Linked DNA regions of Mus musculus: all the other regions are linked to region 2. A link is a contact called in public HiChIP or PLAC-seq data. All regions are on one chromosome and are shown on one strand. The core of a region is the stretch at or near the end of the contact, and the rest is flanking DNA. Distances in the headings are between cores, read along the strand shown. Region 1 has its middle 51 kb from the start of Gm52039. Region 2 holds the start of Dek (DEK proto-oncogene (DNA binding)). Region 3 overlaps Rnf144b (ring finger protein 144B).

Region 1 (4,713 bases), core at 653-3,152, 180 kb after region 2:
GATGGGTAATTGCTTCATTCACCATCAGCTGTTGGACTTCCCCCACCTCTGCCCTGGCAGCCTTGAACAAAAAGGATCACCAGATAAATCATGCAGGACCACCCTTGTGCCAGTCGCAGCTGTTTGGAACACTTCATGGACGTCTTTAGGAAACTACACAACAATGGCGGCCGATGGTTCAGCACTGGCTCCTAAAGGTGTCGCTTCAGCCAGGGCTTTTCAAGCAGTTCGTGTGAAACTCTTTGCCATCAAAAGCCTCAGTGAACTTAGACAACCCTGCAGCCACTTCTACCAAAGCCAAAGAGGGAGCACTTTCCCTGGAATCTCTGCAGAAGGACTGCTGTGATTGGTGTAAAAACACATCTTCATTTGCATGAAAGCTGCGCAATGATTGGTACAAACACAACTCTTTATTTGCATGCAAGGAATGCTGTCATTTGTTCCAGTACCCCTTCCGTGGCTATGCAGCTAGGCTGTTAAGCCTCATCTTTGAACACACAAGGCTTCCTGCTGTGTCCTTTATTAAGGATGACCCGATGCGTTGCATGTCTTATTTCTGATTTGTAGAATTTCTGAAGAAGTCATTCCCAGATAAGAGATGTAACTTGGAGGACTGTGTGTGAGGTGTGGGATGCGGTGCCCTCAAGAGCCATGGCTACCCTCTCCATTTTCATTGGAAAGCATTTTATGTAGATTTTAAGAAGTATTTAGAGGTGGCACTTCCCCAAATGCCTCCACCCTCCCCCAAGAAGATGGGTGGCCCTCCCTGGTAGCTGTTTGTAATTCTTTCCTTTTTAGTCTCCTGTAAACCAGACTAGCCTCAAACTTGTTATGTAGCTAAGACCGGCCTTGAACTCCTGATCCTCCCATGTCTCTATCTAGAGCTAGAATTACATGTGGATGGTACCACACAGTTCTTGTTAGTAATTTTCTTTCTTTCTTTCTTTCTTTCTTTCTTTCTTTCTTTCTTTCTTTCTCTCTCTCTCTTTCTTTTTTCCTTTTTAAGATTTATTTATTTATTTATTTATATCTTTATTTATGTCTTTAGACATACCAGAAGAGGGTGTCAGATCCCATTACAGATGGTTGTGAGCCACCATGCAGTTGCTGGGATTTGAACTCAGTCAATGCTCTTAAGCAGTCAGTGCTCTTAACCACTGAGCCATCTCTCCAGCCCCAATATTTTTCTATCCCAGCTTCTGTCTTCTTTACTTCTATACTTCACTCTTGGGACAAAAAAGAAGACTGAGCTCAATAGTCTTGTCTTGGAGCAAATGATCTCTCCAATTGCCTTGTGCTCTCCCTACAAAGGGTACCTGTTGGTTCTACTGAGTCAGGAGGGCATAGCTGCTGGACAGTGAGCTACACAGCAACCCTGTAAGAGGGTCCAAGGGGAGGAGCCAGTGTTGCTAAGCATGGTAAGCATGGGGGAGGATGGAGAACAGCTTTAAACCTGCTACAGAGACAGGGGCCTAAGGTAATCTGACATCAAGAATGTGGTTTCGAGCTGGGTGTGGTGGCTTACATCTGTGATTCTAGCGTTCAGGAAGCTAAGGTAGGAGGAGTATTCTGAGTTTGAAGCCAGCATGGGCTCAGTCCAGCCTGAGCCACAGAGTAAGACACTGTGCCAAGGACCCAAACATAAACATAACAGGGATTAATCACTAGATTTCTTTGCTCCCTAAAGCCCACTTTCTCTCCCTAGTTCAGGGATTTTCAGATATTTAAGGTCTAAAGTTGAATCTGGGACAAGTGGAAGTTACAATGAGACTTGTTCGGCATAGGATACCATCTGGGTTGTGCATTTAAAAGCATCTGGGAGAGAGTACTAAGGAACTGAGTCAGCCATCTCTTCTCTTCTTCTTTCCATGCCTACCAGCAGGTCACAGGGCTACTGCTACCCACAACTTCCCTGTGTCCCTGTGGGCGTTTCCATGGCAGTGATGTTCTGTTCTTTACTGTCTTTTCCCAGAGCTGTAGAATACCACACGAGATATTCTAAGGGGTTGGTCTGGGCTGCTGGGAGACTCTTCACCATCTTTCTTTGGTTTGTTTCACTGGGAGTTCCCAAGAGGAAAGGTAATATGTTCCTTGGGATTGTCTGTCAGAGGCTGCAACTGAGTCAGGCACGGTCAGCTGACCAGGGAGCCGGGAGGGCAACACTGTGGGATCTAGATTGAGCATGTCTGACCTTCCCTTGTGTGGGTGCGGAGAGAAAGGGAGATGGAGCACGCAATCGTCTCATGCCTTGGAACAGCTCTTCCTTTACAGATGTGCTCTGATCTCAGAGGGAAATGGGTGCAGACGGCAGTTAATGAACACCCCACCGCAGCTACAAAAGTGGTTTGAATGCAGGATGGCACGTGGCTCCCACAGGATCCACTCGATCCCCTCGGGGGTGACTAGATGAAATTCTGCTTCTCATTAACAGTTGAGGAAAAAGAGTCGCTTAAGGTCAAAAAGGCTTGAGAAGTTGGGAAGTTGCCTTGGAGCAACATGACGTTAAATCAGACAGTTGACGGTGAGTGATATGTCATTAGGTTATTGGTTTATTTTCAGTCACTCTTTCTGCATCTCTGTGAGAATAATGATACCAATGAGGGTAAGTCTGAGACCCTGTCTGTGGAGCACTGGCTCTCCTGAGACATACTGTAAGCATCCCTGTGCAGCGGTTCCACTAGAACAGTGTTTTGCTGCCATCTGCTGCTTGGTTGGAGTACTGGAGACAACCAGGCAGACTGGTGAGTGTAAGTGAGGAAGGCGGGTGAGATTTTCCACAAACTGGGGAGTCTGTGGGTTGTGTTTATTGTGAGGAGTTTCTAAAAATATTTTGCTTTACCAATTATCCTCTTCCACAAATTTCTTAGCATTGGAAAGAAAATGGTGTATAAGTTCACAGCATGGTGTGTTATTAATTATATGAGTGGCTTGCATATTAAGAGGGCTATGGGGATAGAACATATTTTGATCTTGTAAGAAGATGGCTTCTAATCTTAAAATGGAATCAGGTGGGTCCATTACTCCCAACGGCTGGAAAGAAAGAAGAAAGAAGAGATTTTTCTGGGTGGGTATACGGGGAAAGATTTAGATGATGAAGATAGAGGAATGGAATTGGGAGATGATAGGTATTCGAAAAACACATCTCCTCGTTTCTTAGTAGTTTGTTGGCTTGTAAGTAGACAGATACAAAACAAAACAAAACAAAACAAAACAAACCAGCCAGGTGGTGTTGGCACACCTTTAATCCCTGAACTCAGGAGGCAGAGGCAGAGTCAGATGGATCTGTGAGAGTTTGAGGTCAGCCAGGACTATGCAGAGAAAGTCTGCCTCAAAAACAATCAGAAACAAAACAAAAACCAAACCAAACCAAAACCAAAACAACAACCAAAACACACACAACAACAAATCAATCAAACAAACAAACAAAACCAAAATACACACACACACACACACACACAGACACACACACACACACACACACACACACCACTCACAAAGGTTTATATATCTTCCCCGATTCCTGAGAGGGTTGTCCTGTTGACTGACAGACACATTATGGGAAGACTAACATTTATTTACAAGTGTAATCACTTTTGAAGAATCATTTGTAAGGTGTTCCCCTCCTCCATACATGGTTAGGGAAAGGAATTTCAATTCAGAAGTTGTATCTAAAATAACAATTGAGCTCCTTCTCCTGTCCCAGTTCAGAGTTGAGTTTATAAAGTTAGCATTTACTTGTGTTGTTATGTATGTGCCGGTCAGAGCATGACCTGTGGGACTTGGTTCTTGCCTTCCATCACGGGGGTCCTGGTTGTGCACCTCAGGTCCTCAGGCTTGGCGGCAAGCACCCTTGCCACAAAGGTGAAGGGCCTCATCTGAACTTCCCAGGGTGCCAGCCCATAAAATTCCATGGCAACTGAGATTTTCATATCAAGTCCCCAGCTGGCACGCAGCTGTGAAGCATCAACTAGGCGCTGGGGTCATTTGGGAGCTAATCCTCACTGAGATGGAAATGCAGCCGGGTATGGGTTGGTATCTCCCCTTCAGTGTGAGACCGGGAAGCTCCTGACACGGTGCGTCCTTCCCTGTGGACCCATGAGCAACCCCAGCAGCCCTCGGGGACTTAGAAAGGCAAATCTTGTCTCCTCCCCCCACCCCCCAAAGAGGTCCTGAATCAGGTCCTGGGGGTTAGGTTTGGAATTAGAATGTTAACGCATGCTCTGGGCAGGTGATTCTTATGCAGATTCAAATCTGAGAAGAGAGGAGTCTTGTAAGAGCTATCTCCTCAGCCCTTTAATGTTGATTAACCCTCTCTGTGTGTGTACATGTGTGCACATGTCATAGTGCATATGTGTAGGTTAGAAAACAACATGGAAGAGTCAGCTCTCTTACACCACATGGTTCCAGAGATGGCATCTGGCTTGTTAGCTTTGACGTGTGAAGCAGGAATGCTTATCCCCTGAGCCATTATTTATTTTTTTTCTCCAGGGTTGGCATTTTTGAAGGGAGTGGGCCTGAACTGGCTTCTCTGTTCATCCTATAACACAGAGAGCATCTTTTTAGAATAGTTGTTTTATTTGGACAAGTGTTTTGCCGGCATGTAGGTATGTATGCACCACATGTGTGCATGTATGTACCTGGCACCTGTAGAGGCCAGAGGATGACAGATCCCCTGAAACTAGAGGTGGAGATGGCTGTGGGTGGGTTAAGTTC
Region 2 (4,837 bases), core at 1,647-4,146:
TACACACATACATGCAAGCAAAACACTCATATATAGAAAATAAAAAGAAAGCTTAAAAACAAAATTTTTGTGAGTTGAAGGGGGATTATTATTTGGGGAGGAAAAAGAATCAAAACATTAGTGTAGGCTTTCCAAGATAGGTCAGGTTTGGGGGATATAAAGATTTGTGGAGAATAAATGGAGAAAGACAGCACTGAGTGGAACAGCTCCTATAGTCACCCGACTGCCTCTTAGTACCAAGTCATTCACTTGCTCTGGATCAGATCTACAAATTAGTTCTCAGAAGCCCAACCTGGAGCAGAGCTTTCAAATGACTGCACCCCACTGTAACCTTGACAGCTCCTCTATGTCCTACAGGAACCCAAACAACACATCCAAAAGACCTCAGCATCACTGCCAAGCATGCAGGCTTGGTTTTCTACAGAACAGCAGCAGCATCCAAACACTATAGAGGAAAGGCGAAGTCACAGCTCGGCCTCTCATCTCCCCCAACTCACTTCCAATTCTCGCCTCACTTCACAGACCAGTAATTTCACTGACCCCACACCTCTCTGTCATCATACTGAAGGTAAGTATTCTGGGACAAGTAGAATAGAAACTTGCCGTTCCAGTTACCTGGAATGTCCCTAAAGAGAAAACTGAGTAAGAAGGAACCAGATTAAAACTGTGAAGGACTAAACCTACAAATAGCACTTTTAAAAACACAACCAACTTATTCAGCTAGAATGAAATCCAGGATCTTCTAAAGCACTCAATGACAGCCTCCCCAGACACTACTGTTTGGGCCTTTTATACAGAATGTCTCACTTTCTTTCTGCCCAAGAAAACTCACCACCTCTAGAACTCTAGTATCACAACTTTGCCCCACTAGGAAGAAAAACAAACAAAAACACACACACACACACACAAATCCTGTAAAAGTGTTAAAGTCTTAGTTATACTGATAGTGCAGTCAACTTTCAGTCATTATTGTTAGCATTCTTTCTAGGCTCCGCCCAACAGTTACCTAGCAACAGCCAGGTAGGCCTGGCTGGCTATAAAAGGGTCTATTTGTACTCTCTTAACTCTCTGCCCCCTTTCACTTTCTCCCCTTCCCCTCTCTCTCCACGTGTTCCTGGCTGCTCTCTCTCCTCCCCTGCCCCAAATAAACTGTTCTACACTACACTTATCTATGGCTGGTACCTCAGGGAGGAGGGATGCCTTAGCACACACTGCCATCATACCATGCTCTAAAACACCACATCATTGACTTTATAGAACACACCAATTATAAATAATCTAAAAGCAATTTAAACAATTCTTATTAAGATTTATAATTAAAGCCAAGGTTGTACTTAAATGACACGCTCCCATAAGGTCTTAGAGCACATACCACTTCAAATAATAAGTATGCCTTGTCCTCTTAACCTAGATGGTATTTATAAAAAAAAAAAAGAAGAAAGAAAAGAAAGAAAAGAAAAGAAATGACAGTTTGGGAAGAGCACTTTAACCTTTAGGCCTGCTCCCAAGTCTGGCTGAGCTGTGGCCATCTGCACCATTAAGCTAGATTGTGAAGCTGTGCCTTGGATTTTCCAATAGCTGAGCCTGTCGGGTAGACTGATGCATGCACTCTGACTGACACAATGCTTCTTCGCCCCGCTCTGCCTCTACTCAAATGAGGCTTCTTACCACCCTCCTTGGGTCAGAATCAGTCCCCAAAACCGAGAGAGCTGCGGGCTCCCGTTCTAACTTTCAGTTCAGTTTTCTCATTTTTAAACTACTTTCTCCAACAGCAACAACTTTCACGGCAAAGAAAAGCACTCCCACAAGAACCCTTATGGGGGAGGGGCGGGGGAGGGAATCAGCAGCTACACACAGCCGAGAATATGGAAATGAAAACATTTCCAGGATTTGCAAGAATGCCTTGCAGTGTTGTTTCGTTACGGAACCTCGGGGTAACTTCAAAAAGCGGATCTCAGACTTACAAACTCCCTAAACGAACGACGAAGTGTTCTGAAGGCGCATCGGGAAAAGGCTCTTGCTACACTTGCACCGAAACCTTGGCAAATACTCAAAAAAAAAAAAAAAAATCCAGATTCTCTGCCACTGATTGTTAGCATTCGCGTGAAATCCACCACTCCGACTTGACGCCTCTAAGCGTTAAAATGCAAGATAACTGTTTCCCAAAAGGAGCGAGGGAAGGGGAAACTTTTGATGTGGGAAAAAAAAAAATCCACCCGTGAGGGATGCGTATCCCTGCCCACCCACCTTTTTCTTCCTCCTCGTCCTCTTCATCATCGTCTTCGTCATCCTCCTCCTCCTCCTCACTCTCTTCCCTGGGACCCGGCATCTCGGGTTCCTTCTCGGATGAGGGCGGCACGGGGGCGTCCTCTCCCTCCGCAGCGGGGGCCGCCGCCGCCGACATGCTGGGGGCCTGCGGGCGGGGAGGAAGCCGCACGCTTCGGTTCTCTCGCTCGCGCGGGCATGGAGCGTGCCGAGCGCCCAGCGTCAGCTCCCCTCCAAGTCGCCTACCCTGGGTCTGTCACTCGGCCCGCCTCCCCGGGGATGCCCGAGGCGGGAAACCGCACCGCCCTCTCAGCCGCCCGCGCGCGCTCCCGCCCGGCCTGCGCCGCCCCGGGCCGGCTCGGGCCCGGCCAGTGTGGCCCAGGCGAGCCGAGCCTTGCGAGTCCCCTCCCCCGCGGCGGGCCTCAGTGCTTCTGGCCGCGTCCCCTCCCCGCTGCCCCGGCGCCTCCCCGCCGCCGTCCTCACCGCGGGTGCGCACGAGAAGGCCGCCGCTGTGTAGAAGTCGCGCGGGGCCGAGGTCCTCGCGCCGCGCGCTCGCTCTCTCTCGCGCTCTCTCTCTCCCCGCTCCTCAGAATCAACAAGATTTTCAAAATGGCGGTTCGGGAAGCAGAGCGGGAAGGCGCCGGCCAATCAGCGCGCGGCGCTGGGAGTTGGCGCGCGCGGGAGGGCGGGCGGGAGGCGGGGCGGCGGCGTCTCTCGCGGGCTGCCCGGGCGGGGTCTCGGGGGGTCTGCGGTCCGCGGGAGGACCCGGGTCGCGGCGTCCGGCGGGTGGCTGGGTGGGTGCACGGGGTGGCGGGCGGGCGCGAGCCGGGGCCTCCGCGCTGAACGGTTGGACGCTAGGGGGCCTGCGAGCTTCCAGCCTCCCGATCCCGGGAGAAAAATGACCGGCCGTCCTGGGCCGCGGAGCCGGGGAGCGTCTGGAGGTGACGAAGTTGAGGGATCCGCCGAAGTCTTTCTCGACTCGACTTCACGCGGCGATCACCCCGCGGACGGGGTTGATTCGGAGCCACCACGTTTGTTTCCGAGGGGTCGTTCGAGATGAAGGCTTCCAAATGAGACCTACTTGCGAGGCTTCCCGTCGCCGGTACGCTGCACCGTGACAGGGACCCACCACGTTAAGTGCTCACACCACCAGCGACATAAATAGGTTTCAAACCGGTGAATGTTAGACAGATTCACCCTCTTCCTTTCTCTAGCCCCCTTGGTCTCCCCTATAATGCAGATACGGTATTTGTCCAGCCACACTCTCCTGTCAAGAATTCTAGGCAAGCCCTCTGATACCTTTTAGAGTCCACAGTTTAAAAGCAACATTTCCTTACGTGCTCTCCTATGTGATTGTCTTCATTTTTTCCCTACCCTGAGAATAATCTCCCTCCCTCCCTTTTTTTTATCCAGTCAACCTGGTGGAAATATGATTGGTTTCATTTGCCATAATAGTCTCCAAGTTGAGGGACAAAAGTTAGACTTTATTTTCTTCTGTGCCCCTTTTGTAAACATACGCAAAGTCCTGCTATTTTTGCTTTCAGATCTTAAGCCATCTCCCATTCTACTGATTCTGCTCACCTTTCTTTGTTTTTTAGTTTGGGTTGCAACAGAGCCCTTTCCAAGGGCTACTCTCTCTGCCTTTTCCCACTAATCACACCTCAGCCAAAGCTATTTTATTTAGTTTGATCTTCTGCTTATAAGCCTCAGATGGTCCCATCATAACTTGGAATAACCTCCAAATTTCCATATCACAACGTGTAAGATGCTACTTAACTGGCTGCTGACCCTCTGTCTGATGGCTCCCTGACACAGTTGGCCTGTCAGTCACACATGCCTTCCCTCATGTTCCTGCACATGGCTGTCATTCACACTATCTAGGATTTACTCTTCCACTGCCAGGGCTGCTCCTTCCTATTGTCATCAATGAACTCGGTCCTTCCCATCACTTATCTCTGGTCAAGTATTTCTCTTACCTCCAGGCCATCACTGTTTTGATACCATTCTCATCCGTTCCTTTATAAGTACCGAATCCTCTGTCCATCATAACAGGCCTGCCATCTTGAAGACGAGACTGTAGTTGAGACATTAAGCAAAAATACATAGATTGTGTGGTAGTGATGCAGCAGTCACAGGGGGATCTGGAGTACCAGCAGGGGGGCTTTCCTTTTAAAAGGTCAGTGATTAAAGGAATGAGAGCGGAGAGAGACATGGTATGCTCTAAAGGATTATCTAAGCTGGGCAGTGGTGGCGCACACCTTTAATCCCAGCACGTGGGAGGCAGAAGCAGGTGGATTTCTGAATTTGAGGCCAGCCTGGTCTACAGAGTGAGTTCCAGGACAGCCAGGACTACACAGAAAAACTCTGTCTCGAAAAGCCAAAACAAAACAAAAAAACAAAACCAAAAGGATTATCTACATTACTGGACATGGGAAATAAGGGATAAGAGGATGAGAGTGAAGAGACGACATATTGGGAGAAGGAAGATTTTAGAGATGTTAGGATTGAGATTTATGATCACCAAAGTGAAAATTACAAATAAGCTGTCTTAGGGTTTTACAGCTGAGAACAG
Region 3 (4,808 bases), core at 1,457-3,956, 140 kb after region 2:
TCCATGGAAGGGGCTTGTCATTACCTTTGCTGTGTCTGTGCCACTGTCTGAGCCAGCCGCACAGTCCTTCCCTTTAGCAATGGGGCCTCTTACTATCCTGCAAAAGGAATTTTTTTTTTTGAGATTCCCTGAGCCCAACTTGTCCTTCCTAACCTCCCTGTCCTTCTTCTCCCCTCCCTGTTTCTCTGACCTCTGCTCACTTCCTCCTCCCCTTTGTTTTTGTTGGTTTCATGGGCCTTGGACTCAATCATTGTGAGCGCTAGTCGAGCACCTTGCTGCCGAGTCACAGCCCATCCCCGTTGCTACTTCAGACACCATGAAACCTCTGTGTGTCGTCATAGCTTTCAGACATATTTTTGTCTGAAATGTTTTTGGGACATTTTTGTGCTCTAGAGGAAATTATCTCTATTGTGTAAATAGCTGTCTAAGTGTTTGCTTTATACCGTTGTAACAAATGGTCACAAACGTTCTGGCTTAAAACAGCAGAGAATTAGTGTCTATGTCGTACCTTAGCAGCCTGATGTGATATATATATATAACTGGATCATGATCCTGACAGGGCTGGAGTGCTGCTGTCTGAAGATGCTGGATGAGAATCCATGTCTTTGCTCCTCTGTCTCCTAGAGATGGGGTTGCTTGCGTAGCTAGGCTCATCACGTCTCTCTGATCTCCTCGTGGTCCTCATTCCCGCTGACCACAGGCAGGATGCATTTCCTCTCGATAAAGAACCATGAAATGAGATGGGAGCCATTGCAACCACCAAGGGTAACCTCCCCCACGTCCAGGTCCTTCACATAGTGACATATGCAGACAGTTACTGGAGACTCCGCCACGTGTGTCTCCAAGGGGGCATTCTGCCTATTGCGATCAGAAAGGCTGTTCTGGTGGCTGGCGTGACAGGGAAGCCCTGCTGCCTTGCCACTTACTACTAGATCCTGACGCCTGTCTGTTGCTTAGTCTCCTTCTCCACCCAAGAGTGTGTCTTCCCAAATTCTGCCAAAGTGAACAGTGATCTCAGCTGTGGGACGGTGGGTAACAAGGGTGTCCTCCAGTCTCAGTCTTTTAAAGTTTGAGGTGGCACAAGCTGTTTACGGATACCCCTGTCTGAAGCTATAATGTGTGTTCATATTGGTGTAAGACCTCAGTCACGCTCGTCTTCGGTAGGGTTTCTATTGCTGTGATGGAACACCACAGACATTCGGAGAGGGAGGAAAGGGTTTATTCAGCTTACTCTCCCACATCATCAGGCGAAGTCAGGGCAGGAATTCACGAGAGACAGGGATCTGGAGCCAGGAGCTGATGCAGAAGCCATGGCAGGGCGCTGCTTACTGACTGGCTTGCTCCTCATGGCTTGCTCAGCCTGCTTTCTTATAGAATGCAGGACTGCCACCCCAACGGTGGCACCATCAAGGGCCGGTCCTTCCCATGATCAATCACTAATTAAGGAAGTACCCGCACAGGCTTACCTACTGCCAGATTCTGTATAGGCATATTCTCAGATGAGGGCATTGGCTTGTGGGGCAGTGTCACCTCGGGCTTTTCCACCTGCACCCCAGTTCCTAAATAAACACCCCAGGGGCTTATTTATGTATGAATAAAGTAAGCTTGGGCTGGCAGCTTACCAACCCATTTATTCTATTCTATGTCTGCCACACGGCTAGTTACCACTCCTCAGTGTCATACATCAGACTTCCTCAGAGTCCAGGGCAAATCTTCCTGCGCCTGACTAACTAACTCCCAGAGTTCCTATCTCTTCACTGGAAACCCCACCTTCTGCTTCCCACCTTTTGCTAGCAGGCCATCAATTTTTTGTTGACAGGTGATGCTTCCACACAGCACACAAGGGAGTCTCTCTACAGGGCCGTGTTCTATGCCACATGGTATTGATGTGTTTGTAGGAAGGTTGAGAACCTGGGACAGAGAAAGGGGGATTGTTTTTCTAAAGCCCAAGCCTGAGACAGCCCCAAACGGAGACTGAGTGTGCTGGGCATTGTGTTTGCGCCTGGCTTCATGTTCAGCCATGCAGTGTCAGAGGCCAAGATGGAGCCTCAGGGACTTGTCACCTTCAGTTGTCTTCTCTCTTCCGTGTGATCTCAACTTCTCTTGTACGCCTTTGCCATTTCGTTCTGTCTGTCGTGTGCTGTTTCCAGGTGGAGCCGGTCTCTTCTCAAGCTGACCAGTCGTCCTCTCCCTGATTACTCTCCCTCTTCTTCACAAGCCAAGCTTCCATTGAACCCAGTTGCCTCTCGCTGTTGATATCCGCCTTCCTCCAGTTAGCACTGGGCACTCAAGTGACCATGCGGCCATATCCTGACCGTATACTTCCCAATATCCCAAGATTTTGATATCTTGGCCAGCTGCCATTTCTCCTAGCTCCTCTGACCTCACCTTTCTGGCTGTCCCTCAGTGTCTTTTCCAGACTCCTTGTCTGTTCGTGTCTTCCCTGAACAAATCTGCTCCTCAGTCCACTTTTCTTCTACACAAGCTTATTCAGTTCTGTGATACTCGCCCCACCCCCATTTTATGTAAACTGATATTCAGGCCCCTCCTTCGAAGACCAGGTATAAGTAATGATCTGCCTCTGGGTGTGTTGTTTGGATGTCAAGTTCAGCACGTCCATCTTTACCCACAAGTCCATCTCTGGGTTATTTCTTTTCTTTCTCCTCAGTAGTTTTCCTATAATTCCTGTTCCTGCTTCCTCATTTAGTGTATTACTCTCTTTCTACCTCGTGACTGGCTTCCCCTGTCAGTCGCTGGCATTGGTCACACCAGGCTTGCTCCTGACTTATGGTTCTCCCATTCCATTGCACACCTCTGCCGGAGCTCACCGTCCCTTACCTGCCTGAGATGGTGGAGCAGGTCATTCCTTGTTCTTTTGCCCCTGTCAGGATTCCTAGAGGAAGTCACTGATAGCATCAGGCGAACTGCACACTTGATGCTCACCTCTCCACCCTACATTGTGTGATGACTGAAACTCCTCTCTTTGTTTTTCAGAATGACATATTCCTCAGGCACTATGACAAAGGGCCATGCAGGAATAAGCTCGGCCACTCGAGGGCATCGGTAATGTGGAACCGAACACAGGTAGGCTCCACCTTAAGGGAACGTGAGATTCATTGGACTTGGGATGGCTTTCCTTGCTTTCCCATGCCCTCCTGGGAGGTTCTGGGAGGAGGAGGAGGAGAGAGAGAACAATGGAGCTGTGGCCTGAAGTTAAGTCAAGAGCACAATTGTTGAGGGACAGAGGCACCAGAGAGCAGAACGTTAGGGTGACCAGCCAAAGAACATACCCCTGTTCTTTGCTCTTGCAAAACATGGGAGGAGTTTCCTACAAGCAGTTAGAGCATATTAAGCATCAAAGCAGAGTCTCCAATGCTGTGGGCTCCTGCAGGGCCTCAGATCCCTCAGTACATGCCATTGTGTGTTTATGTGGCAGGTTCAAAGAGAATCGTGGTTTGTTTTTTAATAGTGTTTTGTGTTTATCAAAGGCTACGCTTCCTTTGAAGAAACCAATGCTCACATCCTAACGATGATCATTATTAATGCCCCTGTGAGACTGTTGAGGAAGCCCCAATAGAGAACGAGCCAACAGCCACAGCTCAGAGTTTAGAGTTTATGGTTCAGCTTGTGTTAACATTTGGTTTGCTCTCACCCTCGATGTAGTCCTTTGTAGTTTGTGTCCAGCGATGTCATTGCTAAAATTGCCTGAGACAGTATCCTAGCCATTCACCTAACAGATTATCATAGCCTGGGTGACTGAAACAGCTGAGATGATTCATCCTTGTCCTGGCTGCTGGCAGTCTGAGGACCAGGTATCAGCGTGGGCAGGGTCTGCGAATGGGTCCTTGTGTTGGTTGCTTGTCTCAGGACTTAGAGAAGCAGGGGCATAATTTGGCTCATGGTTTGAAGGGATACAGTCTGTCCTGACCGCGAGGGCATGGCAGAGTTCATGGTGGTAGGAACTTGAGGTCGGGACTCCTCATGTCTCAGCAGAACAGGAGTCAGGGAGAGAGGATAGGATAGCATTGGTCTGCCTTTCTTCTTTTTAAAATTTTGTTATTCAGTCAGTCCAATGCCCAGCTTATGGAACATCATCACGAGTCTTCCCTCCCCAGTTAGCCCTGCCTGGAAATGTCCCCCTCCACGCAGAGGTGTGCCTCTTAGATGACTCTGAATCCAGAACAGTTGGCCGTGAAGGTTACACTCACAGCATTCTTCCCAGTTCATAGATGACAGCTTTCTCACCGTGTTCTCCCATGCTAGAAAGCTAAGAATGGAGGCAAGCTCTTGGGCTCCCAAGTGTCACCAGGGTCTCACAGTGTCACCCAGGGCTCCCCACTCCAAGTGCCATCGCACTGAGTATTAGGGTTTCGACAGGCATGGCAGGGTGGGCACAGCATCCAGACTGTAGAGGCTGTTGTTACACTTGGGGGAATGTATACATCTCAGATGACATACCTGCTGACATAGGGTTTTCTCTTCAATTTCCAGGTAGTGGGGATCCTTGTGGGATTAGGTGTCATTGCCTTGGTGACCTCACCCTTGCTGCTCCTGGCCTCTCCCTGTATAATCTGCTGTGTCTGCAAGTCCTGTCGCGGCAAGAAGAAAAAGCATGATCCATCCACAACCTAAAGTCACCTGCGCAGACATCCGGGTCACATGAGACAGCACATTGGTAAAAGCCCCACTTAGCAGCCTTGCCTCCTTCTCCTTGCCAAACTTTGGAAGTGCCTCTGCCCAGACTTTGAACCTACCTGAAAGCATTCGGTGTTGGAAAAGGCCACGCACCGGGGCATGAGTGTGCCTGT

Evidence for each region. HiChIP or PLAC-seq counts read pairs in DNA pulled down with a chosen protein or histone mark.
Region 1: a contact with region 2 is called in an H3K4me3 HiChIP or PLAC-seq map of bone marrow-derived macrophages, with 5 times the contacts expected there. The contact joins the enhancer-like site here to the promoter of Dek in region 2. A contact is called at or near these places in 15 of 39 promoter capture datasets (the 3T3-L1 cell line, 3T3-L1-derived adipocytes, cranial neural crest and 8 more), 15 of 484 Hi-C or Micro-C datasets (Sertoli cells, bone marrow-derived macrophages, cardiomyocytes and 9 more), 30 of 115 datasets of contacts at active chromatin or transcription factors (the NIH/3T3 cell line, acute myeloid leukemia, bone marrow-derived macrophages and 16 more) and 4 of 9 other capture datasets (adipose tissue, liver, macrophages and 1 more).
Region 3: a contact with region 2 is called in an H3K4me3 HiChIP or PLAC-seq map of bone marrow-derived macrophages, with 2.9 times the contacts expected there. The contact joins the enhancer-like site here to the promoter of Dek in region 2. A contact is called at or near these places in 5 of 39 promoter capture datasets (3T3-L1-derived adipocytes, frontonasal cranial neural crest, liver and 1 more), 1 of 484 Hi-C or Micro-C datasets (bone marrow-derived macrophages), 2 of 115 datasets of contacts at active chromatin or transcription factors (both in bone marrow-derived macrophages) and 2 of 9 other capture datasets (adipose tissue and liver).

The regions. Positions count from the first base shown.
Region 1 is chr13:47,285,964-47,290,676 of GRCm38.p6, forward strand. No RefSeq gene overlaps it. Among named protein-coding and RNA genes, the nearest start is that of Gm52039, 51 kb to the left of the region's middle. Within about 2 kb of position 1,903, at least 7 of the 459 cell types and tissues checked have an H3K27ac peak or open chromatin away from gene starts, as enhancers often do. A contact at or near this core is called in bone marrow-derived macrophages, where this site is marked.
Region 2 is chr13:47,103,325-47,108,161 of GRCm38.p6, forward strand. Dek (DEK proto-oncogene (DNA binding)) reads right to left here and starts at 2,897. Exons shown (of 11, transcript NM_025900.2): 1 at 2,749-2,897; 2 at 2,248-2,413. The coding sequence starts at 2,404.
Region 3 is chr13:47,239,870-47,244,677 of GRCm38.p6, forward strand. Rnf144b (ring finger protein 144B) reads left to right here. Exons shown (of 8, transcript NM_001170643.1): 7 at 2,995-3,084; 8 at 4,492-4,808. The coding sequence ends at 4,632. Among named protein-coding and RNA genes, the nearest start is that of Gm52039, 4.7 kb to the left of the region's middle. Within about 2 kb of position 2,707, at least 3 of the 459 cell types and tissues checked have an H3K27ac peak or open chromatin away from gene starts, as enhancers often do. A contact at or near this core is called in bone marrow-derived macrophages, where this site is marked.